Regions from separate parts of the Mus musculus genome. Here regions 2, 3, 4, 5 and 6 are each linked to region 1. A link is a contact called in public HiChIP or PLAC-seq, Micro-C and promoter capture Hi-C data. All regions are on one chromosome and are shown on one strand. The core of a region is the stretch at or near the end of the contact, and the rest is flanking DNA. Distances in the headings are between cores, read along the strand shown.

Region 1 (2,919 bases), core at 175-2,674:
CCACACCTGGCTTTTACCTTAGTACTGAGGAATCTAAACTCTGGTAGTCATGTGTGCTCACCGGCACTCTTTAAACTTTTATGTGTATAAGTGTTTTGCCTGCGTGTATGTATGTGCACCACGCTGGGTGCCCAAAGAGGTCAGAAGAGGGCGTCTGATCCCGTGAGTTATGGGTGGTTGTGAATCATTGGGGAACTGGACTCAGAGCTGTCTTTTCTCCAGCCCCCTCCGCCAGTGCTCTTCCTGAAGAAAATGCAGAAGTCTCAGAGTGGCCCAGGGCTTCTGACAAGGGGGAAAAAAGTCACTAAATCCTTTGCCCACATTTCGGATGCTTTCCACTAGACGCAAGCACAAAACACAAAACATTACTGTATTGTGAAACAATTGGATTCGTTTTGAAAACACCTACTCCGTTAAATATTTGAAAGTAGAACAGGAAAAAAAAGATGAAATCGGTGTGTGTGTGTTAAGTTGAATTAAAGTAAAGTTGAGCTCCAAGACCAGAGATGGGCAAGCGACTTGGAAAGTCAGCTTTCCAGACTAGAAGGAGTGATGGCGAGGAAGCCTGAGCCTGGAGCTAAAGACGATCTGGTTCCCAACCCAGTGGATTTTTCCCACCATTGTGTGCTCCTCCGCCGGTTGCCAGCCCTGGGAGAGTCCCGGGGGAGCCCGGACTTAAGGCTAAAGTGGTGTCTGTAACCTTGTCATTGGGAAATGTTGTCGCAGGTTAGTTACACAGGCACTGATCGATGATGGAGGCAGCAGCAGATCAATAGATCCCATTTCCGGGGAGAATTCACCCGTGGTGACCTGCAGGGGGGCAGGTGGTTCATCAAAAGAAGGCTGGCTTGAAAGATTTAATGCTGCTCTCTTCTCCCGTCCGGGTCTTCTCTTGGAGGGAGCTGTAGGCAGTAACAGGCTGTAATAAACTACTTTTCCTTAAAGAGATCTGGGGAGATGGCAGTGGTACAAGGGACAGAAAGGTGGTCACAGATCCTCTGGGAGACCGAAAGCCAGGATGGGGGCGCGCTGGGCTCACTTTCGCTGAGCCTCCTTTCTCCAAAGCTACCCTGAGTTTGGGGACTGGGTAGAGTAGCCCTTCCAGGCCTCGCAGGGCTGAGCCCCTCGCCGTCCGTCCGAGCCCCTCCCCCGGCCCGGAGCCCCTCCCCGCGCTTCCCCTCGCCGCGCTCCCCTCCCTTCCCCTCCCCTCCCTTCCCTGCTCGCCCTGCCTCCGCCTCCTGCGCCCACAGCGCCGGCCAGCGCCGAGCCCCCAGGAGCCCGAGCGCGGCCCAGGGGCGCCGCCGGCCCCTCCCCGGCGCGCTGACAGCAGGCCCGGCCCCCGCCCCGTGCCCTCGCTGGCGGGACACACCCCCAGCCCTCCTCTGCGCCGCCAGTTCCCGCCGGCCCCACCGAGCGGCAGAGAGAGCGGGCAGGCGAGCGGAGCGCGGCGGCGCGGGAGGGAAGGGGCGCGCGGCAGGCCCACGGGAGCAGCCTGGGACGCACGGAGCCCTCGTGCCCTCCGGGACAGTCGCCTGCCCCGGAGCCTCAGCTGTAGGCGCCCGGAGCCTCGGCGGCGAGTAGCGCGTGGGGCAGGGGTGGCGTGTAACTGCAGGAACCGGGGCAACCGGAGAAGGAGCCGGAACCCGGCCGGGATGAGAAGGTGACGCCGCCGGGGGGCGCCACTCGCTTTGTGGGGACGATGCTCGCCTACTGCGTGCAAGATGCCACCGTGGTGGACGTGGAGAAGCGGAGGAGCCCCTCTAAACACTATGTGAGTACTGCTTCCACCGACCCCGGCGGGGGGCTGGCCAGTCCCGGAGATTCACGCCCCCAGGGGCAGCCTTTGACTCCAGAGTTTGTTCGCAGGGCTGTGATCTCTAGGGAAGCCTTTTCTGCCCTTCTTCCACTCCCCTGTCCCGGGTTTCTTTTTTTGGCATTGCAATTGGCAAGTGGCTGCCCTTGTCTGTTACAACGGTGAAGTCATGTGTCCGCCCGCTGCTAGGATGGTTGGTGGGGGAAGCTTTCGTCAGCCCCTTGCAGAGCATTTAGTTCCTTTGGGAAGGAGCATCTTTGCCGCGCTCCCTAGGGGAGCCGGGCACTCACGCTCATTCGGCCCGGAATGCTTTCCGTTGCTTTGACCGGAGACCCACACTTCTCTTTCTGCTTTCCACGTTTGCTGTTCTGCCTGCACCGGCTGGGGACAGAGGAAGCGCTTTGCCCCCTGCCCCCTCCACTCTTCGTTTCAAGCTTTGATTTCCTTCTTAAAACCATTGTGTTCCGCGGTGTGAGGAGAATTGTGGCTTTTCCTTTTATCCCTCCTCTGGACGTGACCCTTCGCTGGGGTCATTTCCTCGTGTAAGTGATGCTCTGACTCCAGACACGAGTAGGCAAATGTGGTCTGTGGTCTCCGAGGCACGGTTGACTGGCCCGCCGCCCCTCCCCCTTCTTTACCCAAACTTAATGAGAAGAGGCTAAGGTTGACCAGCTGGGCTTCAGAGTGTGTGACAGTACTCTTTCATCTCAGCCGGTCCTGTCTCCCAGTCCTTTACACCTTTGGAAGTAAACATTGTGTCCTTGTTGCTTTAGGATGACTTGCCGAGCTCTGCTCCTGGAGATAGAAGAGACTCACAGTAAAGAACCCAAAACACAGAAAACATGGAGACAGTAAGGGCAGCCTCTTATTTGCAAATTAGGCATTTAAAGGCGTATTTAGAATGCTCAAAGCATTAATTTTAACAATTAAAACGGGCTGTTGGTGGCTGCCCTAGATTGCACATTAGTCTCCAAAGTGCCTTCTATTTCACTGTTGGAAGGAGGCTGGGGCTGGTGGTGTAATACCAGCCGGAGGCTACTCTTTCTGTCAGGATCACAGCAGACTTGAAGGCAGAGTTCTCTGCAGTTGACTAGTGGGGCTGGACT
Region 2 (3,010 bases), core at 93-2,592, 330 kb after region 1:
AAGCTTGGGGAACAGCCAGGGGCTTTACCTTCCAGGGAGAAACATTCTAAGTCGGGGTCTCACACACCATGCGTAAAAGCGTGTGGCACGCAGCAGACACTTGGAGCTGTGTGGTTAAGGTGCTCATTCCTTTCGGAACTCATGACTGCTTGCTCTCCTCTCCCCTGAACCCGACCAAGGGATGGGACAGGACAGGAATACTTAGCTGCTGTCTTGTCCAAGAAAAGAAAGTAGAAGTGCAGACAGTTTCTTGTTTCCTGGCCCCATCTTCCAGCCCCTTGGCCTGCCTATCTCAGAGCCCACCTCCACTCTCAGCTGGGACCCAGGTGCCACAGGGAACAGGAAGTTGAACTTAACCCCAGATCCGAATAAAGGGACCAAATGAATACAGACCAAGTGTGTGTGTGTGTGTGTGTGTGTGTGTGTGTGTGTGTGTGTGTGCACGCGTGCACTTGCAGGGTGGGGTGGGGCACCCACAGGGGATAAGGTGCCAGAAAGTGCTCAGAGGAACAGACGTGAGGGAAGCTTTGGTGAGACCTAACTCCAGAGTGGTGGGAGCTCAGGCAAGTCCCCCACCCTGTAAAGTGCTTCTTGGAAAGGCACGGGTACCGATTGCTCTCCATTTATCCCTGCTACACAGACAAGCCAGACTCAGGAGGGTGTGGCTTGTCCCTGCTCAGTGTGAATCCCACTGTCCCAGCCCTGGAGAGCTGATGGCCGTGAAGGCTATCTCTCCCAATCTTAGGAGCCACTGAGGCCATCTTGACACTCTCCCTGTCAGTGGACTTGACTCATGACTTGTGAGCTCCCAGAGACGACTCTAGGGGCAGGCGGTGCAGTTTAAGAGATCCTGTCTCCCTTTAATTTCTACCTAAGACCAGCCTCTGCCTTAGGAGTTCTAGATACCCAGATGGGGACAGTACCTAGGAGTTAGATGGACTATGATGGGAAGGTCCTCTTCTGGGGATGGCAGGTACAGGCAAAGGCAGGATGCGCAGAGAGAGGAGGGGAGGAGGGGACCAGGGTCTTGACCAGGAGTTTGCAATCTGGAGCATCACCATCAATCCTGAACACCCACCTCTCCCCTGACTCTGCAGGGAACTCCTCCCGCAGCTTCTGCCAGGTGGGTGTCAAGTACGGGGGATGTTCTTCTAACTGGCCTGGAGGGCAAGCCTAGGCAAGATCTCCTTGAGGGCCCTGCCTGGCAACTGCCTAGACCTTCCCAGATGGCCCCCGAGGGGTGCTCAGGGTAGAGTCAAGGCAGGGCCAGTAGGGCCAGCCACAGCGGGCCCAGAGGCGGGCTGGGACAGGACGCAGCATCGGAGACCGCTTCTCCACTTCCTCTGTTTCTGCCTCGCGCCGCCCTCAGCAGCCCTCCCTCTTCTGCCTGGCGCCAGGAGGCTGTTTTTCCATTCTCTGGCTAGAAAGTTCCACGCCACTGTTTCTTTCTCTCTCTTTTCTGGAGTTAAATTTGTCTGCAGATGCCTGCACTTCATCTGTAGACGCCTCCAGTTAAGTTTGTTTGTAACTGGGCCCAAAGCTCCGTTGCGTTGCGTTCAAACGCTGGGCCCGGATCCTACGCGGACCTGGGTGCAAAAGCAAAGCCGGCAGTGAACCCCGTGAGGCCACTTTGCCTCGCGGTCAGGAGCACCTTCCCAGTGTCTGCGGGAGCCCACACTGCTGTCAATCCATCAGGAATCCAAGGCCACGGGGGCCTGCAACCAGCCCTAGGTAAGGAGGGGCCCTTTCCTGGAGTGTGCAGCTGTTAAAGGAGCCGGCAGCCTCTAGAGACTATCTGGAGGGAACTCCGGGAAGAACACGGAAATGATGCTTCCCCCACCCCCAGCTGTCTGTCTCCTGTCCTTGGGAAGAGCCCCCCCCCCCCCCATGATAATCTCAGAGGATGGCCGGGTCCCAGCTCTGCTCCATCCCTATGCTATCTGTCAGGCACTGTGTTCCCCATGTGAGGGTGGGTTTAGGATCCCAAGACCACCCCAAGGAGCAAATGGGTGCCTAGCAGCCAAGAAGGGAGGGAGGGAGAAGATGGAGTTGCCTGTTAGCCTGTTTATGGCCAGCAACAGGACAAAGTTCTTTCCTTGTGGGATTATTTAGAAGCTCTGGGCTCTGAACCGGGGAGTCAGACAGTCCTCCCTCCTCCCAGAGCCCACATGGCTCTGCCTGTGCCAGATGGCATCCTCGGCAGAGGCGGCAACAGGAAAAGAGAAGTGAATATAACCCAGAAAGACTTAGCACAGGCTTCCCCTATCTCTCTCCACAGCCTGACCTCTCTCCACTCACAGGCTTCATCTGGCTTGGAGAGCTGTTTCTTTTGGTGTCCCCCCCACCGCACCCCACCCCACCCAGTGCCTGTTCTCCTGATGGGGGTGGACATGGGGCCACACCCTGACTGTCTCTCTGGCTGTATGGGTGGAGTCTGGGAAGGGAATTGGGGCTAAACTTCCAAAGAGCCTGAGGCCATGGCCTCTTCTGGCACAGAGCCATCTCTGCTGAGGTCATGAAGCAGAAGAGGGCAGATAAGTACAGCGAGCCTGAAACCCCGCTGAAGCTACCTGTGGCTCCTTGGGGCAGAGATTCTGCAGGCTGCTGCATGGAGAAAGCAATAAGGAGAGCAAGGTCTGGAGGCCATGAACAGAGGGAGCTAGTTTAGCTCTGACACATTGTGTCCACTTTCTAAGTATTCTCAAGTCATGGTCAAAATCTCAGCTGGCTCCTCTGGATTTGTCTGGCCTCAGGCAAGACACCCTGTCCCCTTGATTTTCCCGTCTTTGGCATCAGGAGAAGCATCCTCGGTAGAACTGGTGGCATAAGAGTTTCAGATGTTGAACTGCCTACTCTGTGACATCATTTGTGGTCCCTAACATTCCTAGGAAGAGATTAGGATCACAATGATTTATCCGTATCCTTGTCTGGGGAAAACACATGAAGTGTGTTGAGACTCTGAGGTCTCCAAAATAAAGGGGTTTTGTGCACCCAAGGGTGTTGGCATCTT
Region 3 (3,073 bases), core at 434-2,933, 470 kb before region 1:
CGTCAACACTTGATCAGCAGCCTAACGATTTGTTTGCACCCAGGTTCTCCCTGTGCACCTGGCACTTACTGCAGGAATGGAAAAAATATCAAAAAAAAAAAAAAAGAATATGTTAAAGAAACTTTTGTGAACAAAAGAGATGTATTTTTCTGTTGTCGCTTCAAAAAGTATTCTATTAAAGGCAAAGAGAAAACAAAACTCTAGCTCTGACCAATGGGCAGTTGGTATCTTCTACATTGTGGCCAAGTGGGTATTTACAGGGAGATCAACATGAAGTGCTACGAGGAACTGTGACATTCCACCATTCATCTACCTAGAATGTCTGCCACATGCCGCCAAGTGCTCTGGGCTCTGCAGGTCATCAGCTTGTCCTGCAGACAACAAGTTTTCCAGGGAGGAAAACATGGAGAATGAAGAACAATGAACTGAGAAGAGGACAGTGAGAACCAGAGAAAACACAAAGCAAAGCAAAAGAATGAGGAATAAAAATGAGAGCAAGCAGAACCAAGAAGCGAAGATGGGAAGTGAAGAGTCATGAAAGAGACCAGGTAGTGGGGAGCGGTGATGTGACCACAGTCTCCCGGGACACTGAGTGATGGCAACTGGGAGCAGGGACAGTGTGGGGGGATAAGGAACGATGGGGGTGGAGCTTACAAAGGCAGAGTTGAGGTGGAGGAGATGGAATGGTGAGGAGATGCAAAGGCAGAGAGAGGACAAGAAGCAATTGGGCGGGGCACGGTTGTGCTAGGAGATGTTGGGACCGGGGCTGGTTTCATGGGTGTGGGCCCAGTCACTCACTCAAGACTTAGTACTCAGAAGACTTCTACCTTGGTTAAATTCTCTGCTGTCACAGCTTAAAAGTCTTAGTAATTTTAAAAAGCTTTTCATTTTACTCTGGAACTCACAGATTATACAGCTGATACTGGCTGGAAATGGTATATAATAGGTAAGGTGCGGGTGCACTCTGATAGATCGGTGAAGAATTTAAGTAAGACCAAGATAAATGAGAACTCTGCATGTCAAGTGATGGCAAGGATGTAGGGCTGTCGAGGTTATAGATGAGAGGGCTAATGGACAGACAGGTTACTGAAGGATGCAGAAGTCAGCCCTCATCAGTGCAGCTGAAGATGAAGTGTCCAGTAACACAGGCGAGAGACGGGGCTGCGGGATGTTAACACGGGGTCAATGAGAGCACAGGGCAATGACAATGAGCTGGAGGGCCGTGATGAAAGTGTGACAGCTGGTGATCATGTGTTAGGGGATCAGGGCGCGACAGGTGGAGAGGTTAATGAGGAAAGTAACAATGAGACATTTTCAATAACATCTCTGCTGCGGTATCAGTAATCGCCCGCAGTTCAGACTGCCAGTCACGGTCTGCGAATTCATGAAGAGAGGAGAGGTGGGACAGAGCCACGAGAGAAAAAGCGTGAGGATGCATATAGCAGGGGTGCTTGTGAAGGAGGATCAGAATTAGTGAGTGTAACAAAGGATGAGTTCCAGTAGGAAAGAGATGACAGGAAGAGAACCAAGGAGAAAAAGAGGGGCTCTGACTCCTGACCTCCGTCATCCTGACGCTGTTTGGAGGCGGCCTCAAAGGCTGCCGAGGAGATCAGAAAACTGGGCTGGAGTCTGGAGAAGGGGCTGTGCACTGCCCCCAGTGTCTAAAAGGGCGACACGTTTTTCTGATCGCCAGCCCGGGCGCCGAAATCCGGCGCTCGGTGCGTCTTCGGTCGCCTGGCAACCGCCACGCCCCCTGCCGCTGAGGCAAAGCACAGGTTCGAAAGGGGCGGAGCCCCGTAGGTCGGTACCCGGCAGTGGTCCGCAGAGAAATATGCAAATATATCCTGAAGGGGATGGAGCCAAGGAACCGTGCCCCTGAGAGGCATAGCAGAATCCCCAGACTCAAGAAACCAGTGCACTGTGAATGCATAGAGCTGGGATGGATAATCAGTCTTGTTCGTGAAATGTGGTTTTCTTTCTCTTTATCGCTAGCCCTATTTCCCAACCCTCAAATTCAGCCACAAAGATTGTTAATAAGTGCTTGTGTGCTCAGATATGTATTTTTAAAAAAAATCAATCCCATTTTCTCGTGTGTTTTTATTAGTTTGCTAATGAACGTTAGAAATATGTTCTTTTCTCACTGGGCAGCGTTCTTTTCTAGGGCCTAATTTTATTGCACTGGTGTCCGTTGCTTCAGACTTCTGCTTGGCATTTCAAATTGAAGACCCGACACATGTCATTTCCTTCCTCAAATGTTGAATAACAAGGCTGCCTCCAATTCACCAATCACCACCATAGCCATTGTTGACTGGTGTGCATTTTACGGACCTATATATAAATTCCCCTGTAGGAGATATTGATGAGCGAGGTTGTGCATAGGGGAATCCTAGGGGACATCATATTAGAACACGCATGTGTGTTCTGCAAAAGAAATCTCACCGAAGGGCCACTGGGGCTAAGACAACCTCTCCTCTCCTTTTCCATGTCCCTATTGTAAGATGTATTCTTCCACTTCACCCACTACACATAGGCAAAAGCTCTGTTCCGTAGCAACTCGTGAACCTAAGACGCAGTGACCACGTGACTATCCGAAGCGTGTACCTTTTCCTGCCTAAAAGTGGACTCTGCTTTCCAACAGCAAAGGTGCAATCCCTTAATGGCACTGCCCTATATATGTTGTACCACAGCGAATGTCCCAGGTTCTGCACCCATCCGGCGTTTACTGAGCATCAAGCAAGGGCTAGACAAACATTAGTTCATCTAATTAGGCAATTTTCAAATTCTGTCAATGGGCTGGAAGAAGCAGAGGCACATTTTGCTTTTACTTTCGCTTCCTCCACTGAAGAAATTGAGCATTTTTCTTCCTATGAACACGAGCTGCTCTGGGCCTCCCTTCTGTGAGCTTCCCTGTTCATAACCTTTGCCAACATTTTTATCCCTGTAAATATTTATTGAAATTTCAAAGAATAAAAATAATAAAATGACATAGGAAAATTTTACTTTTCTTTATTTGGACGTTTCAATAACATTCCTTTGGGGAATGCTTAAGTAGGTCTTTTTAATTTTTATAGTA
Region 4 (2,734 bases), core at 90-2,589, 290 kb after region 1:
TCTTTCTAGGGTTCAGACCAGATACTTTGTCTTTGGATGCACAAAACAAACAAACAAACAAATAAACAAACAAAACCAAACAACCTGACTCAGACGGTGCAAAAGATCACCCACTTGCAAAGACCCCGGGAGCACGCGTCTGCCCTTCTAGTCCTGAATCTCTAAGACCCTCTGCTTGGAAATGCAACTAGTGCTTCCAGCGGGATCTCCCCCAGCCCTAGGCAAATGCAAAAAAGACCACAATGACTCTCTTGGGAGGCTCATCTGGAAAAACCTAGGTTTCCCTCCACACTGCCCTATCCAGCCGGCAAATGTTTTTCCCACCTCTTCTCACCGCTTAGCATCACTGGAGGGGACTCCAGTGACGTTGCCAGGGCAGATAAGGAGAATTGCGCAGACCCCCACCGACCGCCATCCTCCCTCATCTCCACCATCAGCACCGGTCAGCTGCCACCACAGCCCACCTCCACTGTCAGAAGCGCCTCTCCCGCCCTCCAAATGCACACAACAGGTGGCACCTGCCGGTCGTCCCCAACCGCACCCCTGCCCACCACTCCACCTGCGCCGCAACCCTCCCTGCAATTGCTCCCCGGTCAGCGAAGCCTACCTTTGAGGTTCTGGGGGTGGCCCCGCGACGCGCGGCTCGGGTTTCCTCGCTGCAGAGAGGAGACACTGGAGAAGTTGTTACCCATGGCATCGGCCCCCCGGGGGTGCTCCGGCGGGAGCCAGGCAAGGCTGGGCAGGAGCGGAGGAAAGGTGTGCAAGTGTGTGCGCGCGCGGGTGCGCGCTGCCAGGGGAGGGCCCTGGCGGGGCTGCGACCGGGGGCGGGCGGTTTGCTGTCTCCGGCTCTCCCTGGGCTTGGCGGTCTTCGCTCGGCGGGTCCTGCCCGCCGTGGGGGTCCTCGCGCCACCCGGCTACCGGGCTCCCATGCCCCGCGCCCGGGGCGGCCCGGCCCCTGGGCCCCGGCCCGCGGCGCGAGCCGCTGCGCTCTGCCTGGTGCTGGAGCTCGGATTCCGGCTGCGGGTGGGCGGCGCAGCGGCGGCGCGCTCCCCGCGGGCCATAGAGTCGGGGCTCGGCGCGCGGCTGCTCGGAGGCTCGTCGGCGGGCTCGGTCCCCGCCCGCGGGGACGGCCGCGGCGACGTGCGTGGCGCCCTCCCGCCCGCGGGTGAGCTTGCAGCGCCCGGCTCGTGTGGACCGCCCCCGCTCCCGCCAGGTCCCTCCCGAGGCCGCCGCCCCCAACCCCCGCCCTAGCGTCGCCAGGACTCCGGGGCTCCGGTTGTTATGGCGACAGCTGCGCAGGTTAATGAGCGTCTTAGTGACACGCGCGCGCCCGCTCTGCCAGATGTGGGTCTCGGGGCGCGCCGCGTTCCCGCTGGCTATAAGTTCTCGAAGGCGCGCGGGACCCAGGGTTGGGGGCGGCACTGCTCCGGACCTGACGTCAGGAATAGATGGGAGCTTCGGAGGTTGAGCGTCTCCCTGTCCTGGGACATAGAACCTGAAAACAAGAGGAAGAGGACCGCCACAACGCTGGGAGCCCCGGAGCCAGGGCGTGGCGAGGTAGCCCTAATGGAGGCTCCCTAGCACGGGATTCAGGGCCTGGCACGTGTTAAAACGCTCAGGAGTGAGTGGATAATGAATTAAGACAATTGAGATCAGGAATACAGTCACCTCCCCTTCGCTGTAGTTGGAACTTCCAATCAGAACCCCAGTCAGACCATTTCCTGACTGTTCAAACATCCTTTGCATGTTCAAGAACGGAGAACCACAAGACCAGAAGCAAGCCGATGGGACCCAGCTCAGGTACAAACCATGAGAGAGATATCGGTTCCAAGTTGAATTATTCTGTCAGCTGGAAAACTAAGAGATTGGGGAAGGGATAGAGGGGGTGCTATAGCCTATAGTAGACCAAGGTGGCTTCCTCGAGGAAGGGGGCAGTCTGTAAATGTCCTGTTCACGTGACTCTTCCATCTGTGTAGCTCAGCACTGCTACCTGCAGGAGGGACCAGGAAGTCATCTTGGATCTGGGGCGGTTATTTCTCCCAGTGTATCATGGGGGAGAAGACAGTCCGTCTGTCCATCTCACACCTTCATCAGCCTTGCTGCTTCTCGGGGCCATCGCTCACTCTAACCGGACTTTCCCAACTCGGATCCAGAGTGAGCCCTGGGTCATGAGTGGGACACAGACATCTCCTCCATCCTTTTCTGGAAGTTTCTCCATAGGACCCATCCTCAATGTGTAGGCACAGCTCTTTCCTGACCACCCCAGCTAAGCATCTCTGCCTCTCTCTATCATTCTCCATAGGGTCATCCCATTCTCTTCGTGGCTTTTATATGACTTTGCCTAAAAGTAGCCTTTTCTGCTTGGTTAGATTCGGCTTCTCTTGATAGAGAATAAGCTTGCTGAGGGGAGAGTCGGCCAGCCACTTTCCTCACAGTGTTCTAGCTCCCAGGGCAGGGACATGCGGATTCTCAGAAGTATTTGTACAGTGAATGGATCCCCATGCCTGCCAGCAGTAAAATCCTACTGTGATCTTTAGACATCATCTCTGATCCCCTTTAGCCCCCTGTCCTGCCTTTTACTCTCCTCTGATTGCACATGTTATATCCTTAAGTTTCAGAGACTCCAGGCAAGCTAGAAATACCTGTGAAAGGTATGCTCTGGTGTTTGAGGAGAAAGACAACCAGGCCCCCAGTCCCAGCCCCAGCCCCAAGCCTCTGGGGTGCCTGGGATCAG
Region 5 (2,840 bases), core at 172-2,671, 400 kb before region 1:
CCAGGTCAGGAAAACTGGGTCAGAGGAGACCTTCTTTTAAAGTGCTTGTTTTCTTATCCCTGTGTCTTTAATGACATGTGTGACACATTTATACACCCTGATAATAATATTTGAATAGTCAAAAAGCAAAATTTCAAGAGTCTGACATCAAAGTTTGTAAACGCGTGCAAAAGCAGCAACATCGCCTGCCGAAACCAAACCATGATAGGGATAGGACAGGGACGTGCCCAGAATTATTGCCAGGACCTTTTTTGGATATCAAGTTCCACGGATGCTCAACAACTTTATATAAAATGGCGAAGCATTTGCAACTCACCTACCCACACACTCCTAGACACATCAAACCACCTCTAGATGACTTAGAATAGCCAACACAAGGTAAACGTTGTTACACTGCATTGCTTAGGGGATACTGACATGAGAAGTCTGAATATACTCAGTTCGGATGTAATTTTTCTTTTCTAGTCTAATTAAATTGGAATGATGTGGAATCCATTGATAACAGATGATATTATTCTGTCTTGGCTTAATCTCTAAATGTAAGAGCTCTTAGGAAAAGGAACTTTATAGATATATAAACTTATCTAAAGAGCAGTCTTTTTTACAACAAACATAGGCTACATTTGAATCGCTCCACCTTTTAGTAGCTGGGTTACTTTGGGCTAATAATCAAAAGCTCCAACAACCCTGATTTTCTAACACACTGGCGTTCTAATCTGTAATGCGGAGGTAAGAGTACCATGTGGTTTAGGGAAGTGTTATTAGGATCAGTATGGCAAGCATCTAATACTTAGCATGTGTCTGTCATCTAGCAAGGACTTAACATTAGCTGTTATTGTGATTACTATTATTTGAACGTAGCAGGGACGATTTTCGTAGCCTTCAAAAGACAGGCAGTCTCAGAAACGAAATTCTCCTGCCTGTCTGTGTCATCAACTAGTTAAGCCGAACTGAGGTACGAAACTCCAGATCTGTGGAACTCTGCGTGCCTGTCTTCGTCCAAACTGGAAAATTAATTTCAATGACAGGTTTCTGGCTTAAAGAAAACTCAATAATCTAAAACTATTGACTATTCTTTCTTCCTTACGATTTCTTTACCCTATTGCTATATTCTAGGCTCCCTTACACATTTTTAGTGAAATTTTTTATAAAAAGAAAAAGAAAGAAACATTAGCTATGGTTAAACATTTGGGTTTTCTTTTAAAATGTAACTGCAAAATTAAAAGTTGGCGATCCTATTCTGAAAAGCCCAGATTTTACAAGTCCCCCAAAGTTCAGAATTGACCTCAAAATCCTTTTCCCTTCCGACACAGCGCAGGTGAGGCCGAACCCCCCAGTGGCGGTGGCAGAAAAAGCATCTCAGAGCAACCTTCGGGCGGCTATGGCTCCAACCCGGAGTTGGGACGCCCGGCGGCCGACGCGGAGGCGGGCCCGCCCCTTCTCACGGTGCTACCCCGCAATTGGCCGCCGAGCCCTGCGCTCCAGCCAATACCTGGCTCGTCTGGAAGAGCGAGCCAATAGGCGACCGCGTTATAGCAGCTTGCTCGAGAAACGAGGGTCAGGCCGGAAATCTATGGCTACCTAAAGAGGAAGTCGGTAGCAGGCGGTTCCTCTCAGCCGCTGGTCTCACATCCTACTGGGAATCCGCGAGGAACCGCCAGGGCCTGCCCGGGGGCTGGGGGCCGGCGGCACAGATGGCTCCGCTCGGAGTAGGACGCTAGTTGTCCCGTTTGTGAAGTCAGCCAATCCCTGCCTCCCCAGGGTGCGGGCCCCCCATCACCGTGAAGCTAAACCCTAAATGCGGCGCTGAGCTTTGCCAGTTTTGGCGCCCTTAACGAATCACCCCCGTGGTTGTCGCAGGCAAGCCAGAAAACAACTACAGAAAACCTGGCGGTCGGTGGGTTGCCATTCTTAAGGGCATTCATTGTCCTCCAGATCCTTCTGCCAACATCTTAAGACCTCACTTAACATCTGGACCAGACTCACCATCCCTAGAATGGAGTGAGGTTCCCAGACTACCTGTCTTATGGAAGTGATAGAAGTATTAAGATTAACCTTTCCCATTGGGAGATTTCATCCATTACTTATTCAGTCTTATATACTGAACTGGCTAGTGTGATTTTAACGGTATTGCATGTGGCACACCTATAGAAGACAGAACTATATCTGCCTTGTTTGGAAGGAAGGATTTGAAAGGGCTAGAAGTAGGAGCTAGTGAGATCGTTTGGTGGTTGTTTGCTGCTCTTCCAGAAGGGAGATTCGTTTCCTATCACCCCACAGCCTCTGCCGGTATCACCAGCTCCAAGGGATCCCGTGCACGCACACACACACACACACACACACACATTTTTTAAGAAATTAGGAACTGAGAGCTCAAGCAAGAGGCTACCCCAGTCATGTTGACCTGAGGTGGTTTGGACTCAGTTTTCGATGCTCACAAGAGGAATAAGAGATTTAATGATGGAAAGTATGGGGAAATCACAGTTTTCAGACATGAGTAATCAAAAACTTGACATTTTTCTTGATATCCAAATCTAGATGTCTGTATCAAACCAGAGGTGATGGCCTTGGGGATGGCAGTGAAGACTGTTAGGACCATTAGATCAGATTGTTCTGAAATAGAAATACAGGAGTGGGGCCCTGGGGGGCACCGCTTAGGCCAGAAGGTCAAATTATGAGAAAGGAGCCAGTGAGAATACTGGACAAAATAAGCATGATATTCAATCAGTGAGGGGAAACAGCATTTGCTGAGGGCTCTTGCCCTTCAGAGCCCATAATCACAGGCCTCGGGGCTGTCCTGTAGGTAGAGATTTAAGTACTCGCGGTAGGTCTTGGCATCA
Region 6 (2,774 bases), core at 148-2,647, 330 kb before region 1:
TTGTCTAGTATGTAACTAATGCTAAAACAACAACAACAACAACCCTTGTATCAACTATTGAATTAGATAAAGGTCCGAACATTTTGATATTACAAGAGGAGGAACAGATGGCTTACAACCGTAATAGTTTTAAAAACTTTTTACCTCTGACCTCTGTTTAATAATTAATTTTTCTCCATACCTTTAGTCCCAAATGTGTGTGTGTGTTCTCCAAGATATATTTATAAACTCATTCATTTATTTATTTTAAAAAAATTTACTAAGTACAAAATGTTGAATATGGGCCAGGGCGGGAGGCATGGGAAAGCCAAGGAAACAATGTCGTGCTATGTAATTCCTCAGGTGAAGGGGTAGGAGTGGATGGAGCTGAGTGGATGGAGGCGTCCCAGCTGAGGGTGCCAAAAATGGAAGGCGACTACATTCCAAGGGAAGTGATGACTCAGATCCTTAACACATGTGCAGGATGGGGTGCGCACATTAGTGCTACAACTCAAGGCTTCCTAGGACTGACATAAGAACCAAGTGGAAGATTTGGGCAGATAGCCATGACATTGTGTCTTCTTGGGCCACCGGCTTCCACACGGTCAAGACAGTGACCTAACGGCTCACTGGGGCCAAAGAGCAACCCAGTCTGTAACTTGGATGGCTCTTGATGTGGTAGAGCCGGGGGCTGACAGCAGAGAGGCTGCTGTGCTGCTTGAATATTCAGTTTGTAACTAATGAGGTTGGGTGGAGGTTGGCCTGTTGCTATATACTGTAATGCTAAGTTCTGTCCGGGAGGGTCTAGGCCTTGATGTAAGTTCTTAAGGTGACCCGCACCAGCTTTTGTTGTGCAAACCTTCTTTCCTAATTTAAAACTATTAGTTAAATAGAAACTGCTAGAGCCAACTACTAGAAGAATTAGAGACAGGTAGGGTTTTTTAGTTACCTAGTTGAGAGGGGCAGAAAGCGAGAAAGAGAAGAGAGAGGACAGGGTAGATACCATGAGAAGAGAGCAGGAGAAACAGCAAGTATCTGGCTACTGGAGAGGTAGCCAGGGCAGCAGTTAGAAGCATAGATTACGGGTTACCTCCCAGTAACTGTCAAAGCCAAATTTAAAAACAAAAACAAAAACAAACAGCCGGGGCGGTGGTGGCGCACGCCTTTAATCTCAGCACTCGGGAGGCAGAGGCAGGCGGATTTCTGAGTTTGAGGCCAGCCTGGTCTACACAGTGAGTTCCAGGACAGCCAAGGCTACACAGAGAAACCCTGTCTCGAAAAAACAAAACAAAACAAAAACCATAATCTGAATCGCAATTTTTCTTAAGCTAGTCGGGATAAGCTTTAATTGATTGTACAGCAAGGTTGGCCTGGAGATGGGAGGGGCGAAGCTGGGAACCCTCAGCTCTCACCGAAACCACAGGCAGAGTATGTAGCAGTGAAGAAAGCCACGGAGGTTCCAAGTAGTGAGGGGCCTGCATCATCCCTTCCAGAAACAGCTCGAGAAAGACAGACTGGGTGAGAGTCCCGCCAGGCAGGCAGGCAGGCAGGCAGGCATAGGCCACGCTGGTCAGTTAGCAGGTGTTCCCTGAGAGACCGGTGGGCCATGGAGGGCACATGTGCAAAAGCCGAGCCAGCACTGGACAAGATGACATGGGAAACTCAGCCTGAGTGAGAGAGGTTTGTGTGCCAGCTGTCCAGGGCAAAGAGAAGGAGGAGGGTCCCAGCCTCTTGTGGGAAGAAGAGAGAACATCAAAGAGAATACAAGGAGACAAAAGGCAGCGAGTGGAGGTGTGTCGTCTCAATGGGCTCAAAGTCACAGACGGGAACCCCACATCCTGCCAGTGCTAGAAAATAGAGGGAGATGATGGAGTGAACAGGAAAGAAATGAGGAAACAGAGTAAGGTCCAGGATTTTCTGAGATGGCCCCTGTCTCCCTTGTTAAGGAAGCCAAGCCGCAGAGTGCCTTGGTGGGAGGCAGGGAACAGAAGCACTGTTCAGAGTTGGGTGAGAGGTAAACGTGGCATAGCGCAAGTCACTGAGCAGGATTTCCCAAGGGTCAGACTCAGCATCGGGGGCATTTCCACTACCTACGTAATGATGCCAAGAACATCCGTGTCTAAGGTCACCCAGTGTGAGAGCCCTGGAACCGGCCGGTGCCCAGATGGGAGCCAGGACATGAGCACCCAGGGTACAGGTGGGAAGAACAAAGGTGGCCGGCTCCGGAAGGCATCCCTGTTGGAACATAGGCATGACCAAACCCACATGGCTGGAAAATCAGAAATCTCCCCTATCAGTTTATCAAACAGGTCCCATAACTCGTGCTTACAGGTCACTGTAAAAGTCAGCCAATGGGCTGGTGAGATGGCTCAGTGGGTAAGAGCACCCGACTGCTCTACCGAAGGTCTGAAGTTCAAATCCCAGCAACCACATGGTGGCTCACAACCATCTGTAATGAGATCTGATGCCCTCTTCTGGTGCATCTGAAGACAGCTACAGTGTACTTACATATAATAAATAAATAAATAAATAAATAAATAAATAAATAAATAAATAAATAAATCTTTAAAAAAAAAAAAAGTCAGCCAATAAAATTTGCTACTTAAGACTGAGTGAAGCAGTGTCTCCATTTTGACACACTTAAATACAACTCTGTGTGTGTGTGTGTGTGTGTGTGTGTGTGTGTGTGTGTTTAAAATATTCAATATTAACAAAGGATCATGCTGAGAATTTGAGGAAAGTAGTCTCTCTCCTGTCTTAGTTAGAATGATGCAGGGCTCTTTAACACAGTCAAT

Evidence for each region. Promoter capture Hi-C pulls out the DNA fragments that hold promoters and counts their contacts. HiChIP or PLAC-seq counts read pairs in DNA pulled down with a chosen protein or histone mark. A called contact is a pair of places that touch in the nucleus more often than the background predicts.
Region 2: a promoter capture Hi-C map of the C10 cell line shows a contact between it and region 1, with 2.0 times the contacts expected there. The contact joins the promoter of Calhm2 here to the promoter of Sh3pxd2a in region 1. A contact is called at or near these places in 6 of 39 promoter capture datasets (the C10 cell line, cranial neural crest, liver and 1 more), 2 of 484 Hi-C or Micro-C datasets (B cells and embryonic stem cells), 1 of 115 datasets of contacts at active chromatin or transcription factors (microglia) and 1 of 9 other capture datasets (pancreatic islet).
Region 3: a contact with region 1 is called in an HNF4G HiChIP or PLAC-seq map of pancreatic cancer cells. The contact joins the promoter of Cfap58 here to the promoter of Sh3pxd2a in region 1. A contact is called at or near these places in 6 of 39 promoter capture datasets (the 3T3-L1 cell line, the C10 cell line, cranial neural crest and 2 more), 1 of 115 datasets of contacts at active chromatin or transcription factors (pancreatic cancer cells) and 1 of 9 other capture datasets (adipose tissue).
Region 4: a Micro-C map of embryonic stem cells shows a contact between it and region 1, with 1.7 times the contacts expected there. The contact joins the promoter of Neurl1a here to the promoter of Sh3pxd2a in region 1. A contact is called at or near these places in 8 of 39 promoter capture datasets (the 3T3-L1 cell line, the C10 cell line, cranial neural crest and 3 more), 1 of 15 datasets of contacts at CTCF or cohesin (embryonic stem cells), 5 of 484 Hi-C or Micro-C datasets (the C10 cell line, embryonic fibroblasts and embryonic stem cells), 3 of 115 datasets of contacts at active chromatin or transcription factors (embryonic stem cells, microglia and pancreatic cancer cells) and 1 of 9 other capture datasets (macrophages).
Region 5: a contact with region 1 is called in a CTCF HiChIP or PLAC-seq map of the NIH/3T3 cell line, with 6 read pairs. The contact joins the promoter of Gsto2 here to the promoter of Sh3pxd2a in region 1. A contact is called at or near these places in 7 of 39 promoter capture datasets (the 3T3-L1 cell line, the C10 cell line, cranial neural crest and 3 more), 1 of 15 datasets of contacts at CTCF or cohesin (the NIH/3T3 cell line), 4 of 115 datasets of contacts at active chromatin or transcription factors (the NIH/3T3 cell line, embryonic forebrain, embryonic hindbrain and 1 more) and 2 of 9 other capture datasets (adipose tissue and liver).
Region 6: an H3K4me3 HiChIP or PLAC-seq map of embryonic stem cells shows a contact between it and region 1, with 2.7 times the contacts expected there. The contact joins the enhancer-like site here to the promoter of Sh3pxd2a in region 1. A contact is called at or near these places in 6 of 39 promoter capture datasets (HPC-7-derived erythroid cells, cranial neural crest, hematopoietic stem and progenitor cells and 3 more), 2 of 115 datasets of contacts at active chromatin or transcription factors (embryonic basal ganglia and embryonic stem cells) and 1 of 9 other capture datasets (liver).

Annotation. Positions count from the first base shown.
Region 1 is chr19:47,462,916-47,465,834 of GRCm38.p6, reverse strand. Sh3pxd2a (SH3 and PX domains 2A) reads left to right here and starts at 1,424. Exons shown (of 15, transcript NM_008018.4): 1 at 1,424-1,771. The coding sequence starts at 1,700.
Region 2 is chr19:47,136,626-47,139,635 of GRCm38.p6, reverse strand. It overlaps Calhm2 (calcium homeostasis modulator family member 2), which reads left to right and starts at 1,342. Exons shown (of 3, transcript NM_133746.5): 1 at 1,342-1,731.
Region 3 is chr19:47,936,322-47,939,394 of GRCm38.p6, reverse strand. Cfap58 (cilia and flagella associated protein 58) reads right to left here and starts at 1,683. Exons shown (of 18, transcript NM_001163267.1): 1 at 1,559-1,683. The coding sequence starts at 1,567.
Region 4 is chr19:47,177,425-47,180,158 of GRCm38.p6, reverse strand. It overlaps Neurl1a (neuralized E3 ubiquitin protein ligase 1A), which reads right to left and starts at 1,339. Exons shown (of 6, transcript NM_021360.4): 1 at 608-1,339. The coding sequence starts at 692.
Region 5 is chr19:47,864,375-47,867,214 of GRCm38.p6, reverse strand. It overlaps Gsto2 (glutathione S-transferase omega 2), which reads right to left and starts at 1,421. Exons shown (of 9, transcript NM_026619.2): 1 at 1,286-1,421. Gsto1 (glutathione S-transferase omega 1) reads right to left here. Exons shown (of 6, transcript NM_010362.3): 6 at 2,425-2,840. The coding sequence ends at 2,765.
Region 6 is chr19:47,788,469-47,791,242 of GRCm38.p6, reverse strand. All of the region lies in intron 12 of Cfap43 (cilia and flagella associated protein 43), which reads left to right. Among named protein-coding and RNA genes, the nearest start is that of Mir8090, 35 kb to the right of the region's middle. Within about 2 kb of position 1,397, at least 6 of the 459 cell types and tissues checked have an H3K27ac peak or open chromatin away from gene starts, as enhancers often do. A contact at or near this core is called in embryonic stem cells, where this site is marked.